2 separate regions of the Triticum aestivum genome follow, and region 2 is linked to region 1. The links are chromatin contacts, called in public Hi-C maps. All regions are on one chromosome and are shown on one strand. Each heading gives the region's core, a stretch centred on a gene start, on an enhancer-like site or on the middle of the called end of the contact. The rest is flanking DNA. Distances are from core to core; before and after follow the strand shown.

The links. A called contact is a pair of places that touch in the nucleus more often than the background predicts.
Region 2: a Hi-C map of leaf shows a contact between it and region 1, with 4 times the contacts expected there. The contact joins the promoter of LOC123079171 here to the promoter of LOC123079168 in region 1. A contact is called at or near these places in 2 of 5 Hi-C or Micro-C datasets (both in leaf).

Annotation. Positions count from the first base shown.
Region 1 is chr3D:399,614,629-399,620,236 of IWGSC CS RefSeq v2.1, reverse strand. It overlaps LOC123079168 (probable alpha,alpha-trehalose-phosphate synthase [UDP-forming] 7), which reads left to right and starts at 2,083. Exons shown (of 3, transcript XM_044501857.1): 1 at 2,083-4,249; 2 at 4,923-5,196. The coding sequence starts at 2,163.
Region 2 is chr3D:400,596,268-400,601,875 of IWGSC CS RefSeq v2.1, reverse strand. It overlaps LOC123079171 (ras-related protein RIC2), which reads right to left and starts at 2,891. Exons shown (of 2, transcript XM_044501859.1): 1 at 2,494-2,891. The coding sequence starts at 2,729.

The DNA.
Region 1 (5,608 bases), core at 834-3,333:
TTTTTTGCGCCGTCAAAATAGATTCAGGCCAGCGTTGGACGCACGCACCGACCCAAATGCGAAAGCGGACATCCGTGTCCGTCTGACCGACCCAAACGGACAAAAAACGAACGAAATCGCCGTCCGTTTGGGTCCGGCCGTTGGAGTTGCTCTTATTGGCAAAGCCTCAAAACATCCTTGGACCGACCGACCGATGGTCGCGGCGGCTGGGGTGCATGACCCAACTGTCATTCTCGTACGTAGCATCCACGCAGAAAACAGCTTTGCCATGGCAGGTCATGGACAACGAGACGCGCCCTGCTTGTTTAATGCTTTCTTTCCGAGCGGATATGGAGGGTGCTGACTCGGAGCCGACGCGATGCCGCTCGGATTGGGCAGCGGTGCTCGGTCTCCACGTCACCTACACGTCGGCGCCTGTTGCTGCCCGCTGCAGGCAAGTTAAGCGCGTGCCAGCCACCGTGAATGTGCTGGCCAGCCGCGACGCTGCCCCTCGACACGACGACGGCGGCGCCATGCAAGCTGGCGTTTGGGGACGACGAGACGAGCGTGCACCGCCGATGGATCTCATTTGCCGCTTGGGGGACTCGAATTCGGCTTCCAACCTGGAGAAAGTTTGGCCCCAGCAGCAGCCACTTCGCCCGGAAGGTCTCTTTTGACGAAACGTGCGTTGATTCGTCCTGGCTGCTGCTTAAAAAAGTAGATGGCCGGCTTCTTGAACTGCTTAAGCGCCTATGCGCTTTTCATTAAGAATGACCACTTGGATTATGTTAAGCTTAACCTGTAGTACTAGTACGAGTATTACTTAACTCATATAATTGTCCTTCTCAGAATCACGACTGCTGAATGGCCACGGCGAGGCGAGATCTTATTTTTCCGGTCGAGGGTTGCAAAGCTGCTTTCAGGAGGCCCTACCCACCTCATCACAAAAACTAGATAACCTGTTGTCTGTTGAGACTTGAGACATAGTAAAAGACAACACACAACTTCCAATCTGATGAGCCTGCCACGGCATCGTAGTTGCGGCCCGAGGATGCGATGCGAGCGACGCTCAACATGATGGATTCTGAACCACAGGCTTTACCTTTGAACCAAAAACCACAGATTTGTTAGCCGGGACTCCAAAAAGATCTTAAGGGCATCTACAATGGGGGTGCTAAGCACGGGCGCTAGGATCTAATTCCCGGTAGTTTCAACAGAATCCCATTCAATCCCAGTAAATCAGCTAGCGTCGGCGCAAAAGATGTCACTGGGTGCTAGGGGTGTTTCTTGTTCTTTTTCTACTTTGTGTAGCGCCCGTACATTAATTCCAGCGTTGGAAGCTCGGACACCAGCGTGGACACTAAGCCAAAAAATATTTATTTTCCTTTCCTAAGCGCCTGGTTAAGCGCTTGTGCGTTGTAAATGCCCTAAATGCAGCAGAAGGAACAAAACAATACTATTACAAACGAGCATACAGGAGCGGTGCGCAGGCAGTTCCCCGGCGCGCGCGTCACGCCCTGCGTCACCCGGGCCACGGCGTCGTGGCCGCGCCCGCACCGGACACGTTTTTCTCGCCCACCGGAAAAAGAGAGGACGAAATGAGCCACCGGAGCAGTTAAAATGGCCAGCAATTATGTGAGCAAGCAGGCCCACGACCGGTTGGATCCGGTCCGTCCGTCGTCCAGCCGCACCTGTAGCAGCCCGCATCGTAACCGTTAATAAGTGAGTGCGCCCCACACGGGGAGGGATGGTGGGGCGCGTGACGCCAGCTGGCATTGGAGAGTGCGAGCGCAAACCTTATCCCCTTCGCCCCCCGTTGTGCGCACCCTAGATAGGCGCGGTCCACGGGGATCGCACCCACCGACCCGGAGGCAGCCCGTTGCTGTCAGTGGGCGGCAGTCCACGAGGGAGTCGCGCGCCGGGCCTCAGCCTAACCCCCACCCCACCCCGTGGAATATACGGGGCGCGTCCTCCTCCCCCGTCCCCAACCTCTCGCCTCCGGTTTCATTTCCAAACTCGAAAACCCACCACGCCACTTCTCCCACCCCCCTCCCCTCGCTCGCCGTCTCTCTCAGATCAGATCGGATAAGATCAGAGAGGGTGCGATCTCGCGGTTTCTGCTGGAGACGTCGGCCGTTCCGCGAATCCGAAGGGGCCAGATTCTCCGGGCGCCTGCTTCAGCCATGATGTCGCGGTCGTATACCAACCTGCTCGATCTCGCCGAGGGCAACTTCGCCGCGCTCGGCCCGGCCGGCGGCGGGGCGCGGCGGAGGTCGGGCTCGTTCGGGATGAAGCGGATGTCGCGGGTCATGACGGTGCCGGGGACGCTGTCGGAGCTCGACGGGGAGGACGAGTCGGAGCCGGCCGCCACCAACAGCGTCGCCTCCGACGTGCCCTCCTCGGTGTCGGGCGAGCGCCTGCTCGTCGTCTCCAACCAGCTCCCAATCCTCGCGCGCCGCCGCCCCGACGGCCGCGGCTGGTCCTTCTCCTGGGACGACGACTCGCTGCTCCTCCAGCTCCGCGACGGCATTCCCGACGAGATGGAGGTGCTCTTCGTCGGCGGCGTGCGCGCCGACATCCCCCTCGCCGAGCAGGACGAGGTCTCGCAGGCGCTGTACGACCGCTTCCGCTGCGTCGCGGTGTTCCTCCCCGAGTCCCTCCACGACCGCTTCTACCACAGCTTCTGCAAGCGCCAGCTCTGGCCTCTCTTCCACTACATGCTCCCCTTCGCCTCCTCCGCGTCCACAGCAACCTCCTCCTCCTCCTCCTCATCGTCGGCTCCCCCGGCTGGCAACGGCCGCTTCGACCGCGGCTCGTGGGAGGCATACGTGCTCGCCAACAAGTTCTTCTTCGAGAAGGTCGTGGAGGTCATCAACCCGGAGGACGACTATGTGTGGGTCCACGACTACCACCTCATGGCGCTTCCCACCTTCCTCCGCCGCCGCTTCAACCGCCTCCGCATCGGCTTCTTCCTCCACAGCCCATTCCCCTCGTCGGAGATCTACCGCACCCTGCCTGTCCGCGAGGAGATCCTAAAGGCGCTGCTCAATTGTGATCTCATTGGCTTCCACACTTTCGATTACGCCAGGCATTTCCTCTCATGCTGCAGTAGGATGCTGGGAATCGAATACCAGTCCAAGCGTGGGTACATTGGATTGGAGTACTTTGGCCGCACTGTTGGGATCAAAATCATGCCAGTGGGAATTCATATGGATCAGTTGCAGGCGGTTCTGTGCTTGCCGGACAGGCAGTGGAGAGTTTCCGAGCTGCAGCAGCAGTTTGAGGGGAAGACTGTGTTGCTCGGTGTGGATGATATGGACATCTTTAAAGGGATCAATCTGAAGCTTCTTGCCTTTGAGAATATGCTGAGGACGCACCCCAAGTGGCAGGGACGAGCAGTGTTGGTGCAGATTGCAAAGCCAGTCCGTGGGAAGGGTAAAGATCTGGAAGCCATCGAAGCTGAGATTCGTGAGAGCTACAATAGGATCAATGGAGAGTTTGGCCGGTCCGGGTACAGCCCTGTTGTTTTTATTGATAGGGATGTGTCTAGTGTGGAGAAGAGTGCCTACTATACGATCGCGGAATGTGTGGTAGTGACCGCAGTAAGGGATGGGATGAACTTGACACCATATGAATACATCGTCTGTAGGCAGGGGACACCTAGGTCGGAGTCCTCATCGGAGGTGACTGGGCCGAAGAAGAGCATGCTCGTGGTGTCAGAGTTCATTGGGTGCTCACCGTCTTTGAGTGGTGCTATTCGGGTTAACCCATGGAATGTAGAGGCAACTGCAGAGGCGATGAATGAGGCCATTTCAATGTCTGATCAGGAGAAGCAGCTGAGGCACGAGAAGCACTACCGTTATGTCAGCACTCATGATGTTGCTTATTGGTCGAAGAGCTTCATCCAGGACTTGGAGAGGGCTTGCAAGGACCATTTTAGAAGGACATGCTGGGGCATTGGATTGGGATTTGGTTTCAGGGTGGTGGCCTTAGACCCTCATTTCACAAAGCTTAACATGGATTCTATTGTTATGGCTTACGAGAGGTCAGAGAGCAGAGCTATATTTCTTGATTATGATGGAACATTGGTGCCTCAGACTTCCATCAACAAGACACCTAGTGCAGAAGTTCTGAGGATTATCAATACCCTCTGCTCAGATGAAAGGAACATAGTTTTTATTGTCAGCGGGAGAGGCAGGGATAAATTGGGCGAATGGTTTTCCTCGTGTCCGAAGCTGGGTATTGCAGCTGAACATGGCTACTTCTTAAGGTACCGTCTTTCATCTTGACACGTTTCTTGATAATGTTGGTAGCAGGAACTTTATAATCTTATTTACCTTATGATCTTGATATAATCAGTAACAGCAATACAGATTGTGCTAATCTGTTAATTAATAATCAGATATTACCAAACAGTTAACTACATTTATTTCATGGCTTGTTCTTGGTGTTACCTGCTATAATTATCAGAATCGTTTTGGTTTCTGAAACTGGAATGTTATAGACTGTAGGAAAAAGTTCAGAAAAATAACCCCATAAGGATGGAATGGAGAGTGTGAATAGGGTGATGGTTCCTTTCATGTTTGGTCTTGTCATGTTTGTAATTCAGTATTGATAGTACATGATACGGAGTTATCTTTAAACCAGTTCAAGCAGAGTCGAGGCAGTTGCCGTGTTTTCACCCCCCATGATTTCATATGTATCTCTAGTATTTGTTCACTCGTTATTCAGCACAACTATGTCTTGGTATTTTCCTTGCTAAGTCACCTGAAGAGCTCATATAAATATGAAAACTTTAGTGTTTTCTTGGAATCGGTCATAATTATTTGCTTCGTTACTTAAGGTAGACAATAATACCTCTGCTAACTTTGCTTGGCTGGCTACTATCAGATTTTCTCAAAAAGGAGCAAACAATTAAATTAGTTCTGTCTAAACATGTGTAGGTGGAGTAGAGATGAAGAGTGGCAAACGTGCGCCCAGGCTTCGGACTTCGGATGGATGGAAATGGCTGAACCAGTGATGAATTTGTATACAGAATCAACTGATGGATCCTACATTGAGACCAAGGAAAGTGCTTTGGTGTGGCACCATCAGGATGCTGACCCAGGCTTTGGATCCTCACAGGCCAAAGAGATGCTTGATCACCTGGAGAGTGTACTGGCAAATGAACCAGTCTCTGTCAAGAGTGGCCAGTTTATTGTTGAAGTCAAACCTCAGGTTTGTGCATCTCCTTAATTTCTCAAATACCTTTCTTCATTTATTTATTTTTGCCATTTAGCTGACAAGTTCACCTAGAGAGTATCTACCATAGAAAACGCATGTCACTTTTTTGTGTATAAATAAACTTTATCAGTCGTTTCCATATTTGTCCTTACTAACTTTAGCCAGTAGCTTTTGTTTTGCCACAGTAGATAACCTGTTTGTTTTGTAATCTGTATGCAGTTATGTTAGGTGTGGTTCTGCTCATTGGAAAATATAGTAGGCATTTGCTAGTTGTGTTTAGCTTTTCTCTTGGTTGGGAAAGACCTTATAAGTGCTGACGACCTGTTTAACTTATCTTGTGGTTGTAGAAGAGCTTTCTGAAAGCAGCTTTAAGCAATATGGGCTGCTTTGCCGTAGTTTTGATATA
Region 2 (5,608 bases), core at 1,642-4,141, 980 kb before region 1:
GCATGATAAATGTTGTGACCGAAGATTTTGTCTCTCAAGATTTTCCATCGCAAGAATATGGTACAACATTTCATGATGAGAATCTTGACATGGAAGAGAAGGGTTTTGTTGAGAATGCGAAGGGAAGAACTGCAAACTATGTTTTATCTTTATGTTTATGTGCACTCTTGTTTGTTGGATCATGAACTATGATTTTTTTTGCTTCAAATTAAAGCCAGATCCAATCAATAAACAGCCCTGCCTCCGGGATCGCTCTCGCGACTCTGGAGGCACCCCAGCCGCCAGCAACCTCGGTTCCCTCCTTTCTCGATCCTCCTCGCCGTCGCCGGCGGCGGTGGGCCACCTCACTTCACTTGCGCCATCCCATCCCCTGACCCTCCTCTCCCGATCTGGCCTGGCATCTGGTTTGTGATCTGCTTGCGCTACTGCTGCTCATCAATGATAGTTTGGCCCGGCCGGCGCGCGGTGGGAACTCCATATGAGGCATAGCTCCTCCGTGATGAAGGGTTCTACCCGTTCATGGCTTGGCTGCAGGTCGGTGAGTCCATCTGCCCCCTGTTTGGATCTGATGCAACGGATGCGATTTGTGCGGATCCTTCTACGGGCTTGGTTCCTGGCTAGTCCTTTGCCTTGGGCCTGCTATTTCTGGCAGTCAATCTATGGAAGCCATGCAACGGATCAGCGACATACGGCCTAGGTCGGCGCCCAGATTGCGGTGGCCACAAAAAATTCTTCATGAGGGTTCGCCTCTCGTACCGATGGTGTGGGGTTCAGTCGGAAGGCTTCTTTGTGAGTTTTGGCTGATCTCACTTCGGCCAGTTTGCCTTCGGCGATGAAAGGCAATCTATGGACAATGGCTTGAACCCAAAGGATATGGTTGTGCAACGGCGGCGATGGATTTCTAACCCAGTGCATGTAGTTGCCGGGATCACAGAAAAGTGGCGGCGACAACACATAATTGACTTCGACTTGGTGGTGCTTCCCGAGCACCCGGTCTTGAGCTCCGGGGTGAAAACCCTAGGTTGACCCGAGGTTATACCTGGCAATGATACCTTGTTGAAGGCATTGCTCCGATGTGCTCTGGACTCGTTCTTCAGGGTGAAAACCTAGATTCTAACATTTGGTTGTTGAATCCGGCAACGACGACGCTTGACCGTCATTCCTTCCTGAAGGTGTTGCTGTTGAAGAACCTCGTTGTCCTTGTGATGACAAGACATGGTTGGTGCGGATATGGTCGTTGTTGTAGTTTGTCGATCGTTGTTTTGATCGCTTTGGAGGTTTTTTTTATCTCGCTTAAGCATAGCTTTGGTCTTGTATGACTTTGCTATTTGCTGTCGTGTTTTTTTGTGTGTGTGCGTTCGTGTTGGCTGTGTGCATCCTAGCTATGCAGAGGCCGGATGCGTGCTCATTATGTTTGTATTTACTTGATGCTTCATTTTGAGTCAATAAAATCCATCCTTTGTCGAAAAACTTATCTGAAGTTGATGTTGAATTTGGCATATTGTTGATTATGTGTGCGATGATCTTGAAATTGTTGTGCTGCTGGCCTATTTTTACATCATCTATTGGAGCGGCTGCCGCGCGGCTGCCCTATTTTACATCATCGTTGGAGTTGCACATTTTTGGTGATGTAAAAAACCACTTTTTGGTGATGTAATTTTACTCCAACCACTTATTGGTGATGTATTTTACATCATCTATTGGAGATGCTCTAAGTTGGGAACCAACTTATGTTGTACAAGTGTAATTATGCCACCACATGATGCAGAAGCACAGTGATTCAATGACTAAGTTCTACCGTGAGATCTAGCAAGATGAACCCTCTGCAGTGGTCATTTCATCCCCAAGGCCACACCAACAGATCTTCCAATACTTGTGACACACCTTACCTTCTCCAATCACACCCCTCGCATGGTCACACCAAGTGTGCTGGTGCACAATCCAACAATATCACGATGCATCTCTCCACTGATTTATGTATGCACGCCAATGAAAGATGAAACTACAACCACTAGTTCACAAACAATGATTTCAACTGCTTCATCCCCAAACCACTAAACTTATAGATGTAAGACACGGAATTCCCAAGCGCTAAATCACAACTGGGCGTCCAATCTACCCTGCAGGAGCAACCAAGTGAAACCCAGACGTGAACTGGGATACCAAGCAGTGATACCTCATTTGCTACTCGCCGCTGATTTACTACTCCACCCCAACCCACATCCGTGCACACTCTACCAAGATCGTCTACACTGGCAGCAAAAATGCAGCAATCACCCGATTACCAGCATCACCAAACTAATTTGATAGAGCAAATGAATGGCCAAGGGAAGGTAGCATCCTGGTTCCTAAGAAGCAGATCATGAAGCAAGCAAAGCAAATCCATACTGGCGAGCATACTACTACTACTACTACCGATTTGAGCAGTTATTAACGGGAAGCGGCAAGAGGTAGGAGTAGTAATTAAGAGACGGGAGGCAAGCAGGCAGTCACCTCTCCTGACCGGCTGTGTCCCAAATCTGGGCCTTGACGACCTTGCCGTCGACCTGGAGGCTGCGGGTGGCGAACTCGACCCCGATGGTGGACTTGGATTCGAGGCAGAACTCGTTCTTGGTGAAGCGCGAGAGCAGGTTGGACTTGCCGACGCCGGAGTCGCCGATGATCACCGCCTTGAAGAGGTAGTCGTAGTCGTCCTCCGCCCGGTACGCGCCGCCTCCGCTGCCCGCCATCGCCTCCCTGCCTCGCGGGTCCTGGACCTTCTTCCTCCCCGACCTGCTAGTGCTGGGCTCTGGATCTCGCGGGGTCTGGGTGCAGCGTTGGCGTCGCTGTGAACGACGACGGAGCAGTAATGGGCGACAGCGACACAGTGTGAACTGGCTGCTGCTATGCTATGCAGTCGTAATAAATCTGAAATGTTTATTTGGTGCGCTGTTCTTGTGCATGAAACCCCCTGCGATTTTATGATTTTGCGACTATGACAATAAACACAGAGCCTTTTTATCGTTCCCTTCTTCTCCCAGTGATACTTGAATCTACAAGGGGGGCAGCGGGAAAAGTGCTTTGCCTTTCGTAGACTCCGCTCCAGCGCACGCGAGAAAGAGAAGAAAAGCGGCGACGCCTCCTCCTCGTCGGTGGGTGCGAGCGAGCGACCGTGTCCCGCGCCGTGCGAGGCGGGGGAGTCCGCGGCGCGCGGGCTCGGCTCGTGATCCGGTCGGCGCGGTGGATCCTCCCTGACGCCGTCGGCTCAAACGGCGTGCGCTATGTCGACCCCGTCCCCGACTCCCCGTCGGTCGTTTTTCTATCGAGGACCACGGCCCCCGCCGTCTGCTTCCCCGTGCATTGGTGAATGCGGCTACAGGGAATGCCAGCGGCGCATCCGAGATCCTGCACATGAACACACATCGGACCCCGCGAGCCGAATCAATATCACACCGCATCCACGGGATCTCGGGTTCCACGGAAACGACCTCCGTCCCCCGAATACGCGACGTTTTTTTTTTACTTTGTACGGTCGACCAATAAAGTTTTTGAACAATATATAGAGTTTCTTGTGCGAGTAATATATAGAGTTTTTCCCATGAACGTGTAGAAAAATACTCTTTTTTGCGAGAAGTGTAGAAAAATACTTCATTCTAAGATGCTTCATCCAAACTGACGACTTTTTCTCCGAGCGTTTTCCCCTCCTTTTCTCGGTGGCTAGGCAAAATCTCCCCTCCAGACTTTGCCGATGAGCCCGTGGGTTCGTCTTCCCTCTGCATGTCGCTCTGCGGTCGGTGGTGGGGAAGGGAATTTCAATGCCTTCACTCTGGCTAGTAGTTTAGGGTAGTGGCTTTATAGTCCTCGCTGGTGCGGCGCTCGGTGGATGGCGGTGTTTTTTCTTTGAATTTGTGTTCCGCACTCCGAACCTCCTCAAATTCGTCCATTTGTATGTGGTCAACGGAGCTTCGGCGTAAATTCATGTTCTCTCCTTGGGGTGGTGACTTAGGGTTTCTCGTCATGCGTTCGCGACGGCTAGATTTGGTGTCAGTTGCTGCAGATCTATTCAAGGGTTCAACGACGACAACTGCGGCTTCAAGGTGCTGGCCCTTATGAGCACGTGCATGAAGACTTCCCGACTGTCATCGACAAGGTCAAGCCGACTCTGGCAGGGGAGCGTCGACGGCTTATTTTGACAGCGATAGTGGTCGTCTGGTGGTCAAAAGACTTCAATGTAATTTTTTATTATGCTTGAGGTGCATTGTATTTCTAATGAACTTTTATGATAGATCTGAATCTTTTTTCAAAAAAATATTTATCATGTAGCAACTTCTCATATTAGCCCCTCTGGTAACAAAGTTTAAATTTGTTGAGTCATCATTCGAGCATGCAGAGGTCAGGACCTTGACCAAAAAAAACTCAGCATATTGCAATACTGCTCTCCAGACTACCTTTCTATATCTTAAATTCAAGGGTTATATAGTCTAGTGTCCAAACCTCATATGTGAGTTGGACTCTCCCAAAAGTCAATTTGTAAATCGAAATGTATGGTACTCCTCCTCCAGAGGAGCAAATCAACCAGGCATTTTTTGCAAATTGACTTTGTTGGTATGGGCGTATTTGGTTGCTCGCATGAATTTTGGCCCCCTTATACGAGTGCCCTCGTGAAGCCTGGTTGAAGGGATACATCACATGGGTCGTGTTCTGCAACCCGTTTGGTTGCCCACAAAGCTCTAGGTTGCATTAGGGCAACAAAAACAAAAAAAATAACATTTGGTTGCCTATGTTTTAGGATTTCGACGGGCCTGATGCAGTACGTGGTGTTTGATTACACACATTCGGTGACGTGGTTACGTTGCACTCTATGTGGTGAGCTTACCATCTACCACCGTAATGAATTATGTCATTGCATGCTACATACCATCATAAAGAGGGATAGGATAACAGCAAAACCACAACCACGACGAATTGGACGGAGTTTAGAGTTCTCCAGTCTGCTTAACCCAATTCGACATATACCCTAACCACAACTTCATGATTGCTCTTCTTTCTAGGTGCACAACTTAGAGTATTCATCCTCTGCCTCCTAGAAAAACTCTCTATAGCAGTTGCGCTTGTAATCGTGCACTTGTTCATGACATGCTTGCCATGAACTGTGGAACCTCCCTGAGTACACCACATACCACTTAAATCTAGCAAGACAAAAGAACAAAATTTCAACAAGCAAGACAAGTTGACAAGAACATATGGACCATAAGCAACATAAGCATGCATGATTCATATACCCAAAAGCACCACAGGTTCATCCTACCTACTATGGTGTTATCCTACCACACATCAAAAGAGGGTGTAATCATACCACCGCAAATTCACCTGAGATGTTAGTATATACCACAACAACAAAATATACAGGCCTTCAACAACTTTCAAACCCTAGCTACCACAAAATATACATCTCATCATGCATGCAGCATGCCACCACCACCAGAAACCCTTGCACCACACATAGTGTCATGTGCTCCACTTCCATCCCAATAAACCCAGGACCTTGTGTCATGTTGTTCAGGAGGTGGCTAAGAGTGACCATCAAAGCCTCCTCATTGAACCCCTGGTGTTCATGGTAGCGTTGTAG